Regions from separate parts of the Capra hircus genome. Here region 2 is linked to region 1. The links are chromatin contacts, called in public Hi-C maps. All regions are on one chromosome and are shown on one strand. The core of a region is the stretch at or near the end of the contact, and the rest is flanking DNA. Distances in the headings are between cores, read along the strand shown. Region 1 has its middle 16 kb from the start of KEAP1. Region 2 holds the start of CDKN2D (cyclin-dependent kinase 4 inhibitor D).

Region 1 (6,277 bases), core at 1,682-4,181:
CTCAGTAGTTGTGGCCCACGGGTTTAGTTGCTCTGCAGCATGTGGGATCTTAGTTCCTGGACCAGGAATCGAACCCATGCCCCCTGCATTGGCAGGTAGATTCTTAATCACTAGACCACTAGGCAAGTCCCTAACATTTATATTTTAAAACCAGGATCCCTAATATTCTTCCTTGTGGCAAGTTATAAATCCTTCCTTTGCCTGATTAAAAAACACCAACCAAAAAAAAAAAAAAAAAAACCCAAAACACCAGAATACACTCCCAAAGGAGAAGATTAGTCTTTGAATTGAAGGCACATTGTACTGCACAAAGCAAGATACTTTAGCATCCAGAACTATACTGGCCTTCACAGAGCCGAATGGTATCTTCGACATTGCCCAGTTAATTCAGAGTGGGAAGTTACTTGCTTGTCATCACTATGAGTGCATTCTGTCTTTCACCATCATCTTCATTTTCTCTTCCTGTCCTGGGGCTTCCCCTCAGTTATAAATACACTCTGTTTTCTGAATCGTAAAACAAAACCCCAAGCCCTCCCTGAAACCTTTGTTCCTTTCTAGCTGTCATGCATACTCAGGCATCCCTTTTTTTGGCCTCTTCTCACCCAAATGTCTCAAAAGAGATGTTCCTTTTTTCAGCATCCTTTACGGGTTCAGTGTTGTCTCCTTGGCAACAGTGGCTGTTCTAATTTTTCTTTCTCTGCTGTACGTCCTCAGTCATGTCCAACTCTTTTGTGACTCCCCCCTGGACTGTAGCCCACCAGGCTCCTCTGTCCATGGGATTTCTCAGGTGGCACTTAGTAAATGTTTACAAAATTTATTGCTTAACCCTCACAATTCTACTGAAAATGCTCTTAGTAAAGTTACCGTCTGAATGCCAAATCCAGTGAGCATTTGAACCTCTTTGTATTGATTATTTTTTAAAAGATTTTATTTATTTATTTTTGGCTACACTGGGTCTTCATTGCTGGGCGTGGGCTTTCTCCAGTTGTGGCAAGCAGGGGCTATTCTCTAGTTGCATTGCGTAGGGCTCTCATTGCAATAACCTCTCATTGCCAAGCACACGCTTTAGGCATGGGATGTAGTTGTGATGCACCAGCTTAGTTGCTCCAAAGCACGTGGAATCTTCCCGGACCAGAGATCGAACCCACCTGTGTCCCCTGTATTAGCAGGTGGATTCTTAACCACTGGACCATAAGGGAAGTCCAACCTCTTTGTATGCAGTGTGCTGTGCTGTGCTTAGTTACTCAGCCGTGTTCGACTCTTTGTGATCCCGTGGACTGTAACAACCCTCCAGGTTCCTCTGTCTGTGGGATTCTCCAGGCAAAAATACTGCAGTGGGTTGCCATGTCCTCCTCCAGGGGATCTTCCCCACTCAGGGATCCAACCCAGGTCTCCCACACTGCAGGCTGATTCTTTACCAGGGAAGCCTCTTTGTATTCAATAGTGTGATTCTTTTAAACTTTTGTGCTCAAATTTTTCACCACTTGGCTTCTGTGACACTGTACTTTTCTTGATTTTTCTCATAATTTTATGCTGCTGTTGAGTTTCTATCAGGACTTCTCTTACTTCCCTCTACTCCTTAAATGTCATTTCTCAGAATTTGCCTTTAACCCATTGTTCTTGTTCTATACCAGTGTCTCCAAATATGGTTCCTGCACAAGCCACATCAGCATCAACTGGGAACTTGTTAGAAATGTAGTTTCTTGGTGTCCAACTACTGATTGAGAGATGTTTAGAAAATCCAACACCCGTTTATGATTTAAAAAAAAAAAAACAAAACTAGATATGGGGCCTCCCAAGTGGCACTAGTGGTAAACAGCCCCCCTGCCAATGCAGGAGATGTCGGAGATGCAGGTTCGATCCCTGGGTTGGGAAGATCCCCTGGAGGAGGGCATGGCAACCCCCTCTGGTATTGTTGCCTGGAGAATCCCACGGACAGAAGAGCCCAGAGGGCTACAATCCATAGGATCGAAAAGAGTCAGACACAACCAAAGCAACTTAGCACACACAAAGCAAGGGGGAGCTTCCTGAACTTTAAAAGTTTCTGGCAAAACTTAAAGCATGGATTACAGAAAATCAGATTGAACGGTGGGACATTAGGAACAGTAACATTATAGCCAGAAATAAGACAACAATGCACACGATTACCCTTACTCATCAGCAATGTACACAAAGTCATAACTGGGACTTCCCTGGTGGCCCAGTGGTTAAGAATCCCCTGTGTAATGCAGGGGGTTAGGGTCCAACCCCTGGTTAGGAACTAAGATCCCACATACCAATGAGCAACTAAGCCTGATCACTGTAGCTATGAAGCCCGAGCACTCGAGAACCCACACGCCACAGCTAGAGAGTCCATGCACTGCAACTAAAGATCCCATGTGCAGCCGCTGAGACCCAAAGCAGACTGATGTGTTTAAAAAAAAAAAAAAAAAAAACAGAAAAGCAGTGCATAAACAAAGCTTATATTTTAAGAAATATTTTTCAAAATTTCTTCTTATCTCTATCTTCTTATCTCTATTAGTTAGGATTCTTGGTTCTAACACAGAACCAACAGAAAACTAACTTTGGTTAACTTAGGCAGAAGCAATGAATTTATGGGCAGAAGACAATAAATTAACAAGTAAGTAGGAAGCTGCAGAAAAGGTCAAGATAAAAATGAACACTTTCATGCCACAAAAAGAAGCAGCATCAAGAAAAAGAGTGATACAGTCGATTGTGTGTAGATTTTTTAAATTTTATTTCTAGTTTTGGCTCTGCTAGTTTTCCTCTGCTGTGGGCGGCCTTTCTCTAGTTGCAGCGAGCAGGGGCTACCACCTAGTTTCATTGTGGGCTTCTCACTGCAGTGGCTTCTCTTGTTGCAGAGCGCAGGCTCTAGGGTGTACAGGCTTCAGTAGTTACGGCACGTGGGCTCAGTAGTTGTGGCTCCCGGGCTTCAGAGCGCAGGCTCAGCACTTGTGGCACACCGGCTTAGCTGCTCCATGGCACGTGGGCTCTTCCCAGATCAGGGATCCAACTGGTGTCACCTGCATTGCAAAGCAGATTCTCAGCCGCTGGACCACCAGGAAACCCTGTGTGTGTAGATTTACAAAGAGCTGTGAATCACTGTGCTGCACTTGGAAATTAACATGATGTTATAAATCAGATATACCTCAATTTTTATAAAAATATGTAAAACTTAAAATTAAGTTTAAAAAAGAACTTGCAGAAATAGCAGGAATAAAAAGGACTTGGAGGGTCATCTGCCAGCATCTAGGAAAGCTGGGCTTACTCCATGACCTAGTAAGTTCCACCTCCTAGCACCCATCTGGAGAAAGGAGGCATGATTAAGAGAGGGTGTTGCTGCCTTATCTGTAATTCTGAGAAACTAGAAACAACCTAAACATCTGTCAATAGTGAAAGATAAAACAGAACATCCGGTAGCTGGTAAAAGGAACGTGACATCACAGACAGAGCTTACTGAGAGAGGAAAAGCTCTGTATTGCAGAGTAATACAAGCACCATTATGCCATTTTTTGTAAGGAACTACATAAAACATACAATATTGAAGATTGTTAATTTTTTTTTTTTTTAAGATCTAGAGGGGCTGGGATGGAGAGAGAGTAAGACTTCAGCTTTATCTGTAATGTTTTACCTTTTTAAAAAAGTATTTATTTTTGGCTGTGCTGGGTCTTCGTGGCCATGAGGGCTTTTCTCCAGTTGCAGTGCTCAGGCTTCTTATTGCAGTGGCTTCTCTTGTTGCAGAGCACCAGCTCTAGGGCACACAGGCTCCAGCAGTCGCGGCACCTGGGCTCAGGAGTTGTGGTCCCTGGGCTCTGGAGCACGGGCTCAGCAGTTGTGGAGCACTGGCTAGCTGCTCCTCGGGATTTTCCCAGATCAAGGATCGAACCCTTGTCTCCTGCATTGACAGGTGGATTCTTAACCAGTGAGTCACCAGGGAAGTCCTGTAATGTTTTAACTTTTTTTTTAAGGCAGTTTTTAGGTATTTAATAAATGAAAATTATGTGGTGCACTGGGCTTGCACGGTCTGCCTCCCTCACCTCTGTTAAGCCTCTTCTGGCACCATGTTCCTCCTCCCTCTCAGAGCTTCACCTAGGCTTGCTTTTCAGTGCCACAGGGCAGATGGTTCCTCTGTCCAGAATCTTACCCCTCTTTTCCCTCACCTAGTTTACACTCTGAACTTCTGTGAAAAAACCACTTCAAGAATGCTTTCTCAAGGCATCTGACCTAGGTTGAGCTCCAGCCCTTCAGAAAGCTTACCTAAGAAATTAAATACATATACTCAATGTGATTATTTTATTGTTGTTTAGTAACTAAGTCACATCTGACTCTTTTTTGACCCCATGGACTGTAGCCCGCCAGGCTTCTCTGTCCATGGGATTTCCCAGGCAAGAATACCGGACTGGGTTGCATTTGCTTCTTCAGGGGATCTTCCTGGCCCAGAGATCAAAGCCGAGTCTCCTGCATGGCAGGAGGATTCTTTACTGTTGAGCCACCAGGGAAGTTGGATTATTTCATTAGCTCTATGAAAACAGACCAGTGTCATGCTTGCTCCTCATTGTATCTTCATGTCTAGCACAGAGCAACCATTCAAGAGCTATTTGTTGGAAGCAGCAAAGATTGAGGGTTTGAAAAATCTGCTTCAGTACTTTCCAAAAACAACCGTTATCTTGAGGCTACAAACCTAACACACTCCGAACCATCGTCACTTCCTCCTGTAACAGCAGATTCCTCTAAGGACCCCTCCACTTGGCTTCTTAAGCTTCAAAACCACCCGGGAGCATTCCTGATGATTCATCCATCCTATCTAAGCAGTCTATTCTCCTGTAGACTCTCCTTTATTCCCATAGGCACCTGCCTGATCCACACCACCGGCCTGTCACCCAGCTACTGCGCCAGCTGCTTACCCTTTCCCACTGTACCTCTATCCGCAGCCATTCCCACTTAGCTTCCAGAGCTATCAAATGCAAACTTAATCATGTCTGTCACTCAACACAGTTGTTAATATATCTGGTTTACCTGGAGAGTAACCAATGAACCTGGTTTACTGGGACTAAATGGTTCCTGGGATGCCAGCCTTTCAGCGTTCAAACTGGAAAAGTCCCAGGCAAACTAGGATAAGTTGGTCACCCTACTCCCCGACTAGGCTGTAATTTCCATGAGGGCAGGGATCTTTGGGGGCTCGTTCACTGTCAGTCCCATTGCCTGGAAGAGTAAGGCATAAAATCAAGTTGTCTTTTGCAGAGATAGAAAGTGAACATAAATACTCACCTTTGGAAGTATCACCTCACACCGATCAGAATAGCCATCATCAAAAAACCTACAAATAATGAATGCTGGAGAGAGAGTGGAGAAAAGGGAACCCTCTTGCACTGTTTGTGGGAATGTAAATTGATAGCGCCACTATGGAGAACAGTATGGAGATTCCTTTAAAAACTAGGAATAAAACCACCATATGACCCAACAATCTCACTGCTGGGCATATATATACCTTGAGAAAACCGTAAGTGAAAAAGGCACGTGTCCCAGTGTTCACTGCAGCACTGTTTAAAGTAGCCAGGACATGGAAGCAATTTACGTGTTCATCAACAGATCAATGGATAAAAAAGTTTTGGTACACATACACAATAGAATATTACTCAGCCATGAAAAGGAACACATTTGAGTCAGTTCTAGTGAGGTGGATGAACCCAAAGCATGTTATACAAGGTGAAGCTAGGTCAGAAAGAGAAAAACAAGCGTCATATATTAACACATAAATATGGCATCTAGAAAAATGGTATTGATGAAACTATTTGCAGAGCAGGAATAGAGATGCAGACATAAAGAAGAGACTTTGGCCAGCAAGGGAAGGAGAGGTTGGGATGAAGTGAGAGAACAGTATTAAAACATACATATTGCCATATATAAAACAGGTAAAGCTAATGGGAAAAGTTGCTGTATAATTCAGGGAGCTCAAAGCGCCGCTCTGTGACAACCTAAAGTGGGGTCGGGGAGAAGTTCAAGAAGGAGGGGACCTATGTGTACTTATGGCTGCCTGATTCGTGTTGCTGTATGGCAGAAGACCACACAATAGTGGAAAGCAATTATTCTCCAATTAAGTTTTTAAAAAATACTCACCTTTGTTGGTCCAGCAGCTCACATAGGGTCTAGCGCCAAGTAGCATCCAGGTACTGTTTTTTCAGACAGGAAACTGTTTACCTGACTTCTAAACTGTTTACCCAAACTGCCTTACTGAATCAGGTTGACTTGACATCAAGACCATGGCTCTAATGCCTCT
Region 2 (6,277 bases), core at 1,942-4,441, 71 kb after region 1:
AATGGGTAAAAACATTAAATTACACACACAACAATATTTTCTATAAAGCTTAATAAATAGACTTTTTTTTTTAAACGCTGTACAAGGGACTGGAAATGAAGCTTTCAACAAAATATGAATGAACTCATACTACCCTTTTATCGATTTGGAACACTCCCCCCTCCCCCATGCCGGAAAGCAGTGTGCACACTTGAGGTCTCTCTCCGTAAGCCGGCCAAGGTCGACAGGTTCCAAGAGCCTTGGAAGAGATGACCTCACTCTCTCACTCTCGAGGGCTGGGGTTTTAAACGCTCTGCCCTTGGGACTCAGTCTGTAGGCGTGGAGGAAACTGAACCGTTCAGGTGGCTGTTGCCTCTAGGAGCCCTTCTCTGCCCAACACACCGAAAGGGGTGAGAAAAAAAAACGAGAAATGCACGTCAAACACACACACCCCAGAAATCAACACCAACAAGCCACAAACCGGTGCCCCTCGGCAGCGGGCAGGAGGAGCAAAGGGAGAAAGTGTTTCTTCCCTCTTCTGACACAGAACTCAGCTGCGTCCTGCTGCTGGAGTGGGTGGCCCCAGGTCACAGGGGTGCCACTGTGTGCCGCTGCAGTATGTCCATGAGCTCCTGGGCCCCTCTCCCCCGTGCCAGCTCTAGGGGTGTGAGCCCCCTGGCGTCCCTGTGATGGAGATCAGACTCGGCAGCCAGGAAGCTGACCACAGGGGTGTGGCCCTCTCTCACTGCCAGGTGGATGGGGAGCGCCCCGGTGCCATCGGGTGCGTTGACATCGGCACCGTGCTCCACCAGCACTTTTAGGGTGTCAAGGAATCCAGTGCGGGCTGCATCGTGGGCCGGAGTGGTGCCCGAGGCGTCCTGGACATTGGGGCTGGCGCCTTGCTTCAGGAGTTCCAGGGCAATGGTGGGACTGCCGAACATCATGACCTGGTGGGGGGAATGGGGGTAGAGAAGGGTCAGGGAGTCTCCAAAGGAGGAGGTCTGGGGAAACGGGTGACTGGAGAGAGGGGTCATTCGGGAGTTGAGAATGCCAGATACAAGGTTCTCAAGAGAAGGAAAAACTCCGGGGAACAAAAACTTTCAGGCAGCTGTTGAGACCCCAGAGAACAAGATCTCCTGGGAATAAGGAACTTCAAAAAACTGGTCACCCCCCGCCCCCCGCTAGGGTATACCCCCGTGGAAATTTTCAGGGAACCTAAGACCCCAAGGAACCAGAGACACTTCTCCCCACAGATGGGAAATCATCAGGAAATATGAACCCCACCAGGAAACAGACCTCAGAGAACAGTCCCCTCCAGGAAATGGAGATGGCCAGGGAATTTAAAACTCCTCCAAGGAATTTCCCCCTCCCATATAGTAGGGATCCTTTCTGATGAAATGGGGTTCCCCTTTTGTAAAGGTCCCCAAGGGAACAGGGACTCCCATGTAATCTGTGACTACTCCCTTATTGGTATCCCCCTCCCCAAATATGCCAGTAAGAAAACCCCGCGGGAATAGAGATTCTCCCCCACAGGAAACTGGATACCTCGCAGAGAACCCCCTGAAAATGGGTACACCTTGGAAATAGGAATCCTTCCTTCCTGCGGTCGGATCGTCCATAGATGCTCCAAGACATTGGAGCTGCCCTCATGAAACTCGGATCCAAAGAAGGCGAACCCTCACCCAGGGAATAAGAACTTCTCCAGGGAAACTGAATCCTTCGCAATCAGAGAGCAAGGAATCCTCCAAAGATGGAAAGCTCTCCCCTCCCCCCAACCTAACCCCATCCACCACCCACCTAAGAAAGGGGACATTAGGGAGCCAAGTCAGCCCAGAGACGCAGGAACAGACCTCAGTCGGCTACCAACGGGAACAAGGAGAGAAGAGGGAAGGGGTCTGCGGGCCGGCCCGGGCTCACCTGCAGCGCCGTCTTGCCAAAGCGGTTCAGAACGTCTGGGTGCACCAGCTCGCGGTGCAGAAGGCGGCGCACCTCCTGCACGTCTCCTCGGGCCGCCGCCCCGCTCAGCCGGTCGCCGGCGTGGACCTCTTCCAGCAGCATGTCGATACTGGCGGCCTGCGAAGCCCCCCGCCCCACCCCGCGGCGGTCAGTGAGGGGGAGCCCACCGGCGCTAGCCCGAACAGCCCTCCCACAGCGTCCCCGGCCTGCGAAGAGGTCGGACTCTCCTGTCTGGGTCTCGGGCGCGACCCCCACCCTCCCGGCCGGCTCCTCCCCCTGTCAGCCGGTGGGTAGAGAGGGGCTGAGAGCCCAGGCCCAACCCTCCGCTAGCCCGCTGGGCCCTGCCCGGCGCCCGCCCCTTGGGGGCCGGGTCTCCCCCCAACTCACCCTCCCTCCTCCTCTTCGGGCGGGGTCTGTTCTGAGCCAGCGTCTCCGCCGCTGCGGAGCAGGCCGCTAGGGGGCGGAGCCAGAGCTCTCGCGGCCCCGCCCCCAAACGCCGCGGATTTGTTTTCTTATGAACTTGCTACGTTGTAGCCCAGCTGCGATGCCCGGCTCCCGACCCTGTAGTGCTCCGCCCTCCTTGCCAGCGCAGCCAATGGCCACGCGTTGCCAGGGAGGCTTTGTGCGCCGGCGTGGGCGGGCCCGCTTCTGATTGGACAAACTTCGGCGACCGGTGAACCGCGAACAATGGCGGGGTTTTCGGTTTTTCAAAAGCGACGGGCGGGCGGGAAAGAGGGCCCGTTTAACTGACCCAGGGGAGAAAGGTCAGGCGCAGGGTAGCGCGGGCTGCTCCGGGACCTCGGCACTTCCGAGGGAAAGGGAGGCAGGGCTGGGACCGCCCAGTTTGGAGTTATGCGGTGCGATAATATTCGTTAGTTCTTACTGTGCAAAGTGCTTTATTTCATTCACTCACTGTGTGCCGGAGCCGTTCTTGGCGCTGGGGGTCCTGCATTCGAGCTACTGAGTAATTTTAGTGTTAAGCACCGTGAGGAAAATAAAGCATGGAAATGGGGTGAGTGAAAAAGGAATCACGTTTGGCTCAGATTGCGCCAGCCCTGGCACAGCAAATGCAAGGGCGTGGAAGAAAGTTCATTCACCAGCTGCCACGTGGGTGAGACTGGGAGGCGAGAGTCGCGTCGGAGGCTCTTAACAGAGGCCTTCAACAGCGGGGCCTTCACACATTTACCGACCTGCTACTGTGTACTATGCACCCCAGTAGAAAGCAAGCCAGGTGCCTCCTGGCTGTTGGATACTTACCTTTTAGAGCTGGAGACGACAATAAATATTTTCAGAGTGCTATACACTGTGGAGCTGACAAAATGAGATAAATAATGGTGTCTTGGGAAAAGAAGGCTTTGAAATAGAGAGGTCGGGCATGGCCACCCTAAGAAGGTGACATTTGATTTGAGACCTGAAGGTGAGGGAAGGAGCCGTGTGTCTCTCAGGAAAAACATACCAGGTGGAGGCGCTACAGATTCAAAGGCCCTGAGCTGTAAGCATGTCTAGTAAGTCCAGGAAGAGCGAGGTATAGAGACGGAGAGAAGGGGGAGGAGGTGAGGGGTGAACAGGCGTGTGGGCTGTGGTGAGCACTTTTACTTTTTAAAAAGAATGGGGAATTTCCCTGGCGGTCCAGTGGTTAAGACTCCGAGCATCTGCTGCAGGGGGTCCAGGTTCAATCCCTGGTCGGGGAACTACGGTCCCGCAAGCTGCCCAGAACGACAGAAATCAATGGGTGGAACCCTGGGAAGCTTCTGTATTGAGGAGCCACGGTCTAGTTTAGGAGTTAATAGGCGCCCTCTGGTGGCTATGATGGGAACTGGCTGTCATGGGAGAGGGAAGCCCAGAGCCTGGGAGACCAAGGTGGGAGCAATTGCGAGGGCCCAGCTGAGAGATGACCAGGGCTGAGAAATGGATATGTTGCCCACTCTTATCCCAGCACCCCAGGGGCACCTCTGACATCCCCAGCCCCCAGCCAAGAAGTACATAACAGCAGCTAGATTCATCTTTTTAATGCCATCCTAAAACTCAGAAATGGGCCAGTGGGGCCTCTGGGCTCAGCAGCTGTGGAGGAGGGACTCCCCACACCTCCTAAGGCAGGTCACTGCAAAAAGGCACTCATGAGGGGGACTTCAAGCCCCTCTTCTATTTCTTCATATAAAACGGGGAGGGGGAGGGGTGAGAGTCTGAGAGCTGGAGATTATCACTCCCAGCCTACCAGTAAAGGAAATGGGTAGGAGCAAGTCAGGTGCTGGGAGTAACAAACCAGTAATTCAAGGGCTGCCCTCACACACACACACCCCATCTTCCCTCCTTCTCTAGTGGAGGCTGCAGTTGGGGCCTGGGGAGAAGACAGCCCAGGTTCAGGCCCCCACTTCTCCCTTCTAGCTGGTACGAAGTTGATAATCTGTAGGGAAACAATGAGCAGGGACCATCTCAGAAGTGGGGGAAGGAGACAGGACAGCACCCCCACCCACAACCCATCCCCTTCCCCAGTGCTCATGATCAACCCCACAAGTCTGTAACAGGGCTAAGGATGGGCTCAAACATGGCGACTGTAACCACAGCACCATGCCTGTCTCCAGGCAACAGACGGGGCTGCTGTGTGTTCAGTTGCTTATCCAAACCCCACCACCACCACCCTGGAACTGGCAACTGTCCCCATTTTAAAGATAGGCAAACCGAGACTCGGGAGGGCACACTGACAAAGATAGGATAGACCTGAGGGCCACGCCTGTCGGTTTTGGAGCCCTCTGAGACAAGATGTTTCAAATCCCCAAGACCATGCCCATTCATCTTGTCCCTGTCATCTCAGGGAGCCGGGCCACCTTACCGCCACTCTGGGTGATATAGCGGACCCAGGGCAGGGCCTGGTAACCACTCTTCTCAATGATCTTCATGTATCGGACCTGGAAAGGGATGAAAGGAGGTGGCCCAGGGTAGGGGGACAGAGCAGGCTGGGGCCAGGGGAACATAAATAACACAACTTCCAGGAATAAGAAAGCACGGCCTGGGAGGAATGAAGTAACAAGGCTCAGGACAAAGATGTGACCAGGACAGTGTATGTGTGTGGGGAGATCAGGTGGTCCAGGACAGTGGGAAAGATGGCACGTTCTAAGAGAATTGACACAATACAGTTTAGGCACAGGGCAAAGCTAGTGGGGAGGGGAAGGGGACCCAGGCTGAGAGCAGAAAAAGCAACACTGTGAGACTTCCCTGGTGGCTCAGTGTTAAGAATCTGCCTGCCAACACAGGAGACAGGGGTTCAATCCCCGATCTGGGAGGATCCCACATGCCCTGGGTCAACTAAGCCCATGTGCCACAACTACTGAGTCTGCCCTAGAGCCCAGGAGCCGCAATTAGTGAGGCCACGTGCTGCAACTGCTGAAGCCTGTGCGCCCTAGAACCCGCGCTCCACGAGAGAAGCCACCAGTGAGCAGCCCACACACCACGACTAGAGAAAAGTCTGCGCAGCAGTGAAGACCCAGCCCAGCCAAAAATAAATAAATAAAATCATTTTTGAAAGACAGAATCTGCCTGCCAATGCAGGGGACTTGGGTTTGGGGGATGTGCGACATGTGGGATCTTCCTTGGTCCAGAAAGATCCCACATGCCAAGGAACAACTAAGCCTGTGCTCTGCAACTACTGAGCCTGCATTCTGCAACTACTCAAACCCTCGGGCTCTAGAACCCATGCTCTGCAACAAGAGAAGCCACCGCAATTTAAAAAAATAGCCCCGACTCACTGCAACTAGAGAAAGCTCACGCACAACAACGAAAACCCAGCGCGCCCAAAAGTTGACATTAAAATGTTTGTTTAAAGAAAAAGCAACACTGTTCCAGGAAAAAACAAGAATGATTATAAAGGAGGAGATGAGACAAGCCAGGGAATGGAGGTGGTCCAAGCCAAGAGATGAGAGAAAGGGGGACCCACCAAGGTCAAGAAGAGGAACCACCCTGCCCCCTTCCCTCACCTGGATCCCAGAGACAGTGAAATAGGGGATCTCAAACTTCACCCCAATGGGGGGCCGGCCCTCTACTTCCTCCTTCTCCACGCTGGGGAGGCCAAAGTGGGCGCGCATCAGGTACTCCTTGCCCCCCTGAGGGAACATGGGGGTTATCAGACACACTGAGGGCCCCTATGCCCCAGACCACTCCTCATGGCAGCCCCCTGGGGGCAGACTTTGCTCTCAGCCCATTCGACAGACCAGAAAGTAAAGTCTCCTGGCCAAAACTCGCAGACGAAGCTTCTGATAGCAAAGCCTACTTGGGGGCCTTCTGGTGATCATCTCCCATTTTCCAGGGGCCGATGAACATCCCCCAACCAAGATCCCAAAGAGAGACC

The links. Hi-C and Micro-C count contacts between places; a contact is called where the count stands out from the background.
Region 2: a Hi-C map of blood shows a contact between it and region 1, with 3 times the contacts expected there. The contact joins the promoter of CDKN2D here to the enhancer-like site in region 1. A contact is called at or near these places in 4 of 5 Hi-C or Micro-C datasets (blood and liver).

Annotation. Positions count from the first base shown.
Region 1 is chr7:94,879,545-94,885,821 of ARS1.2, forward strand. No RefSeq gene overlaps it. Among named protein-coding and RNA genes, the nearest start is that of KEAP1, 16 kb to the right of the region's middle. Within about 2 kb of position 2,932, at least 1 of the 5 cell types and tissues checked has an H3K27ac peak or open chromatin away from gene starts, as enhancers often do.
Region 2 is chr7:94,950,168-94,956,444 of ARS1.2, forward strand. CDKN2D (cyclin-dependent kinase 4 inhibitor D) reads right to left here and starts at 3,192. Exons shown (of 3, transcript XM_018051064.1): 1 at 2,323-3,192; 2 at 1,897-2,052; 3 at 1-926. The coding sequence starts at 2,037. The coding sequence ends at 567. It overlaps AP1M2 (AP-1 complex subunit mu-2), which reads right to left. Exons shown (of 12, transcript XM_013965162.2): 10 at 5,907-6,032; 11 at 4,766-4,841; 12 at 3,930-4,339. The coding sequence ends at 4,317.